2 separate regions of the Rattus norvegicus genome follow, and region 2 is linked to region 1. A link is a contact called in public Hi-C data. All regions are on one chromosome and are shown on one strand. The core of a region is the stretch at or near the end of the contact, and the rest is flanking DNA. Distances in the headings are between cores, read along the strand shown.

Region 1 (3,459 bases), core at 563-3,062:
AACTCACAAATCTGAGCAGTTTGATGAGTCTTTAGCGATCTGTCAAGTATCAATATAATAAAAAAGCATCATCTAGGAAATGAACGAATCTTCCCTGCCGAACCAGATCCTTTCTAATGTTGTGGAATAAAAGTAATTTTTAATTGACTGGAAACAAACAGATTATTAATCAACAAAATAGAAGGACATGCCAATTATAACCACTCTTGTTTGCACATGAAATTTGAAAACAATTTATAATTCACACTCATAAAACACCAAATGCTCATGGCAAACCCTGCAAAAAGCAGAGACCGGGAACAGAAGAAAAAAAAAACTGCTGCATGTTTATTTCGGTAGAAAACACAATTAACGTGGTTCCAAGTGAAGTAAATATGGCGATTGTTTTCATTAAAACATAAATCTCGAGCTCACTGGTGTGCTTTAACAGGTCCTGGGCTAAGGTGATTTCTCTCTGCCTGGTTTGGGCTGGGGGAGGGGAGAGATTTGAATTAAGCTGCTCTCCCGACATGTCTGCATGTTTCAACAGCTGATCATCTATAAAGATATCATTTTCGTTTGATTTAAAAAATGCTCACACTTCCTTGTATGCAACTGTACTAAAAACCTACAACACACACACACACACACACACACACACACACACACACACACACACACAAATGCATCCTTTCCCTGATAGTGGAAATTAGCGATAGAAGGACTGGTTTGGGATTTGATGCTTGTTACCAACACTCCCGACTGGGTCTCTGGTTGTCCCTGTACGATCTTCAGTAGGTACCCAGTCCCTCTTTAACATCTCAAAGTACTTCTGGCACTTCGGTGGAGGAGGTCCTTTTTCAAAGGCTAGGCTACCCTGGGGAAGCGCTCTCTCGGGCTCCAGGGCTTTTCTCTCTGCCTAGATAAATAAATCCTCTCAGAACCGAGGTACACGTAAATCCTAGAATGATGGTGAGCGAGTCACCTTAGTGCAAAGAAGGATAGCGGATACAGGGCAGGGACGTGGGTTCTGTTGGGTGGCCTTTTCCTGGACGGAACAACTACTTTGGATGCCGAACCAGACTCTCCACCAAACCAAGTTGAACTTTCGGCATCGATAAACAAGGCACCATCTCTGAGAACTAATGCTCATTAGCTCATCCTAACCTGTATCAGACCGCAGATACACCGCGGGCTGAGCAAAAGACATCTACAGAAAAGGTGATAAATGTTGCATTTTACATGCAATCTCCTTTCCTCCCCGAACACACACACACATTCACACTCGCGTGCGCGCACACTTCTCAGGATGACAGCTACAACTGCAGAGATCGTAAATTCACTAAGTCTCCAGTGGAGAGGTGGAGGACCCGAGGAGATGAGCTGGGGATTCGGGGCACCCGCCACACTAGGGCAAAGGTTTCTCCCCACTGTGCCCCACCCGCACCAAGCCATGGTCCGTCACCCCGCCTCGGCCCGCGGGCTCCCTGTCCCCACGGGGGAGACGAGGGGTCGCGGGGAGGAGGTGCCAGGCAGGGACGCTTACTTTCCGAGCTCCTCGAAGAGCTGATACTCGTCGGTGAACCGGGTGCAGGTGGTGGTCGAAGCCATGGCGGGGTCTGGACAGTGCGACGGGCGACACGCGAACAGACGCGGCTTCCCGGGACTGGCACCGCCGCGCTGTCACCCGGGGCCGCCCTCACTTTCCTTGTCCGAAAGTAGCTCGCCGGCGAGGGAGTGCGCGCAGGGGCGGGGCGCGCGGGGCGAGGTGGCCAGACCAGCCCGAGCCGCGATCCTTCTTCCTCCTCCTCCCGCCGGGCGAGCGCTCCCGAAGGGGCGGGGGGGAGGTGTCAGGAGGGGCTGCCGCGGTCACCGAGGCCGCACGGAGAGCTCAACGTAGCGCCCGGGGTGGCGGGCGGCAGTGGCCAAGAGTGAACACCCAAGGGGTCGCTCCTGCGGGCGGAGGCGGCGCTGGTGGCCTGCGCTCTCTCCCCACGGGGCCGCAAGGCTGGGAACCTGCGGGCGACAGAGTGCGCTCACTCGGCTCAGGCGAATCTGGCAGCCGCGGCTCCTCCCCGGCGCCTCCTCCCGCCTCTCCCCGCCCAGCGAAGCCCCCTCCTCGCCAGCCCCACACCTCCCTCTAGCGACTCCAGCCGCGTCCCTCCGGGCTGCTCTCCCGCAGCCGTCTAAGGAGACCGGAGGGAGGAGATGTGCAGAGCCCCGGGGAGCGCGCTTAAGGGGACGGGACAGAGATGTCGCAGTGACCCACGAAGGGACGGAAAGATGAGGGACAACTCGCAGCTCCCACACCCGGGATGTCTCTACCCCGGCAGTGATGGCCGTGATGCCGGGGAAACCGAGAGCGGGATGCAACCCTTGCATCTGGGCGCGGTTCGTGTTTACTGCTCCCAGACCCCAGCCCTACGTCTCCCGGCTCACAGTGACTACCGGGGGCTGCCAGCCCTGGCCACCTCTGCTTCGCCTGGCCGTCCCTTAGCTAGGAGCAAGGATGGTCAGGGCACCACGTTTCGATTCAGTTTTTACTTTCACCTCTTCGCCCTCCTCTCCCGTTGTTTTCCCAACTAGGGCGATCCCCAAAAGCATTTGCTTGGCCATAAAGCCTAACATAATGAAAGCAAGAAGTGCACCACGCTGCCACACCTTCCTTCCTCTCCAGAGTAACTCCCCTGTAACCTCAGCAAGTTCTGATAGTAAGAAGGGCTCTCGCGAGATGTCCCACTGTTGGTGGCAAGGGGGTGGGGCGTTAGGAAGGTTGGCTGCGGGTCACGCGACCCAGAATGGGGCTGACGTCATTAGCGTCACGTGAGCGTGTCTAGCCTGTTTCTCTTTGCAGAGGGAGAAGGAAAGGGAGAGGGAGGTCACAAGTTCTTTGCTTGCAGTCTCAAAGAGCTGGTCAGGTAGGGGCACAGGAATGTACTCCCTCAAGGGCTATCTGAAAAACCATTTAAGAGTTCAAGAGCGTGGCCTACAATTAAACATATGTGACACAGTTGCTTAAAAGTGAGCATGGAGAAAAAAATTAGCATGTAAGGTAGGTAAGTTGTAACTGGCTGCTAAGATCACTTCGGGGCCTTCTTTCCAGTTCCCAGTCTTTAATAAACGAGGCAATTGCAGATTTAGAGGACTATGGAAAATAGAAACATCATGAAGTTTTTTTTTAATTTTTTTCTTCAGATTGTTGCTTTTTGTTCTATAGCAGGAAACCATAAAATCCTTCACTTCTATTGCTTATTTGCTCATCCTTAGAAGGATCACGTCATGGACTTAAAATTCCACAGCGGGAAGATGATAGATCACTTTCAGTTAGGGGAGCTCTTACAGGCTTTTGGTTGCTTTTCCTGGGCGGCTATTAATTCATTACCTTGCCCACTGTCAGGGCTGTTCCCGGTTTTGTTTTGTTTTTTTATTTCCAATTCTAAAGAGTGCTATGAGTGCCTTTGAACTGAAGTGCTCAAGATG
Region 2 (3,459 bases), core at 331-2,830, 140 kb before region 1:
GAATTAATTTCATGATTTCATATTTAATTATTTTTTTTCGAGAACAGGGTGCTTTTAAAATCTGAACAAAACGAGTAAACCTCTTTAATGAATCTGGACATCAAATTCCAGTGTTGGTATGTTTTAAAATATGATTAGTTTCAGCAATTTGCCAAGGATCAGTGTTGGTTACTTTCAGAATATGAGAAAAATATAGGCCAGGCTTCTATATCCTAAGGTATGTTGTAAAACTTCAAAGTCTTGGTCTTGATTTCTTATCTCTGGCTAATAAGTAATGATGTCTCACTTTGATTTTTGAATCAGAACAATTTATAAATTTTGAAGAAGTTATGAAATAGATTTAGCCAAGTAGAACAAAACTGTGAAATCCTCTACTATCTGGGCCAGCATTTAAAGATCTTAGAAACCAACACTTTGCAATAACAGGCAAAGAGCTGCACAGACTGAGAAATGAATGTGAGGTTACAATGTAAACCCATGTCTTCTGTATGGAAAGCAGGGCAAATGGCTATAGTACATCATAGCTTGCCAGAGCGGAAGTTGATGGCCAATACCTCCTTGGACCCAGTGTGTGTTAGGAAATCATAAAGTGCATAAAATCATTAGTAAAGACAGTGGGAGACAATCTTAATAGATTAAAATCTTCATGGGACCAATGGGAGGAGAAGCCCTTGGTCCTGCCAAGGCTGGACCTCCAGGTATAGGGGAATGTCAGGGTGGGGAGGCGGGAAGGGGTGGGTGATTGGAGAGGGCGAACACCCTCATAGAAGAAGGGGGAAGAGGGATGGCATAGGGGGTTTATAGATGGGAAACTGAAAGGGGACAACATTTGAAATGTAAATTAAAAAATCCAATAAAAAATAAAATCTTCATGGGAACATCATCTTTAGAGTTTCTTATACCTTGATGAGTTTAACCTTATCCCCGATCCATTTATTTATTATTATAAACAAAATAATGGAATCTGAGTAACTTTAGAAAGATGTCTATTTAGCTTATAATTCTGTAGGTTCAAAGGCTCCGACCTGCTGATGGCCCTCTGGTTCAGAGAGCACAGATGTCTGTTCTTATAAACATTAAATCACTGGGCTCCACCCTGACAAACCCATCTGATGCGAAGTGACACCCAAAGCCCTCAACTCTGTGGCTAGATTAAGTTTCTGCCTTCTTCGCACTTCAAAATGTCGGTGAAATTTCAACACATGAATCCACTGGGCTCACAAACCATAGCAAGGTCCAAGAGCTCTGTCAGGTGGTAACAGTGGACACTGGAGGAGAAACCACGCCCTGCCTCTCTGAGCAGGAGAGGAAAGAGCATGGTTAAACATGGCAAGGCCTTCTGAGCTTAGAATGCTCTACCCACAGGACAAAGTAACCCGAACTGCTGAGGTTTTTCCCGAAGCCTAAGTAGTTGGGAGGGGTGAAGATTCCAAACTACCCTGCTCCATTCTCAGCAGGGAGAAGACCACAGAGACGAAAGCCACACAGGGCAATGGGATCTCATCGCAGGCCACAGAAGCTGCCTCTCACAGCCTTCTCTGACATCACTACAGACCTATTTGCGACTGTTCCTTTAACCCGGCACGGCACACATCTTCCTTTCAAAATGACTATGAGGAAACACAAGCAAAGCCCTGAACCACAGGCATGTCAGGAATGTTGGGACTGTCAGGCCAGGAATTAAAAGAAGGAAGGAAGAAAGAAGACAGGAAGGAGGGAAGGAAGACAGACAGGGAGAAAAGAACTGTAGTGGAAAAACTGACACCACGCAAGAAAAATGAGTGTTGTAAACAGGGAGCTTGAAATTCCAAGAAGGCCGCGAGGGAATGCCAGCTATCACAGGCCTTGAGAACTCCCCATGAAGGGAGCCCTATATTGGCTCCATGGGAGACTGGGCACTGCTGAGAATCGTGGAGTTTGTGGATATGACAGCTGCAGTTCACAAAGACAGAAGAGAGAAAAATGACAAAGAAAGTCAGAACACAATATCCAACAAATTTTTCACTAGCCATGAAATGCAGAATGTCCAGATGGGAGGTGGCAGGTGGCCTCGGGAGCACAGGAGGTAAGGACGGGCAATCTGAAGCAGCAAAGACTGAGGGGGTCCCAAAACAATCCGTCAAATGTGGCGGCTCACGAAAATAAAAAAAAATGCCCGAAGGAAGCCTTACCTCCACCCCAGCCCTGTGGGCACCTTGGCTGAGAGGCATAAAGATTAAGTAAGAACTATTCTAACTTCTAAGCAAAGCCAGTGAGTGGAGAACATGATGAAGAAACTGAAGTATCAATAAATAAAAGGACAGAGTTCCATACCCTGTCAGGATATCCTTCAAGGTGAAGTAGAAATTAAGTTAGATAGACAAAAATATGATGGGAGTTTGCAGCAAGGTTTGAGGATGGTCAGAAAACTCTTCAGGGAGAGAGAAAATAGTAACTGCCAGAAACACAGCCAGGCAAAGAAAGGAACAGCTCCTTCAGTGAAGAAACAGGGAAAGGTGAGGAGGAGAGATTCATTTCAACAGATCTGAAATATGTTTGTTCAAAATAATAGGGAGAATTTATTCAACCATGCACGTGCTTGTGTATGTGTCCTTGTGTGTGTATAAGTGCTTGTGTACACACATGCACACATGTATGCCTGAGGAACTGTAATGCACAAAAAGCAAGAAGAAGAGGCAGGAATGTGACTCATAAAGCTTAGCTAAGCAGCTTCTGCTTTTCAGCCTGTATGGAAAGGAGAGAGAGATTAGACTTTAAACCGGTGGTTCTCAACCCATGTGTCATGACCCCCCAGAGACCATTGGAAAACACAGATATTTATATCATGATTCAGAACAGTAGCAAAATTGCAGTAATGAAGTAGCAGTGAAAATAATTTTATGGTTGTCGGTTACCACAATATGAGGGACTGTATTAAAGGGTCACAGCGTTAGGAAAGCTGAGAACCAGTGTTTTAAACAATCCATAGCATAGAAAGTATACTAAGTATAGTGCAAATGTAGCATTGTTTTATTTCAAAAGGACCATCAATTAAATGTAAATGTATATTACACACTGTTTGAAACCATTCAAAACACCTTTTCAGGAAGTACAATTGGTACTCTAAGAGAAAAAATAAAATTACATAAGTTGATACCAAAAAGGGCCCAAGCAAAGAAAAAAGAGGGAAAGGAAGGAAGGAAGGAAGGAAGGAAGGAAGGAAGGAAGGAAGGAAGAAAGAGAAAACTCAACAAAACGATAACTAAACATAACAGGGACAAAGAACAGAAGAAACAGAAAACACCTACTGGTCTATCCAAATTAATAACCACATTAATGCCAACGAACATTTTATCAAAGTAAAAATTATAGAGTAGATAAAAAAATCTATGCAATCATATTTAGCAAAATGTTAACATGGACCTCCCACCCCCGCCCTGAATATCTAAGAACATGGGCTAAGACCTTGCTAGTCCGCTG

The links. A called contact is a pair of places that touch in the nucleus more often than the background predicts.
Region 2: a contact with region 1 is called in a Hi-C map of psoas muscle, with 1.8 times the contacts expected there. The contact joins the enhancer-like site here to the promoter of Camk2d in region 1. A contact is called at or near these places in 2 of 12 Hi-C or Micro-C datasets (mammary epithelial cells and psoas muscle).

What each region holds. Positions count from the first base shown.
Region 1 is chr2:217,696,904-217,700,362 of GRCr8, reverse strand. Camk2d (calcium/calmodulin-dependent protein kinase II delta) reads right to left here and starts at 1,812. Exons shown (of 21, transcript NM_012519.2): 1 at 1,526-1,812. The coding sequence starts at 1,590.
Region 2 is chr2:217,836,627-217,840,085 of GRCr8, reverse strand. The region is part of intron 4 of Camk2d (calcium/calmodulin-dependent protein kinase II delta); the gene reads right to left. Among named protein-coding and RNA genes, the nearest start is that of Camk2d, 140 kb to the right of the region's middle. Within about 2 kb of position 1,580, at least 20 of the 93 cell types and tissues checked have an H3K27ac peak or open chromatin away from gene starts, as enhancers often do.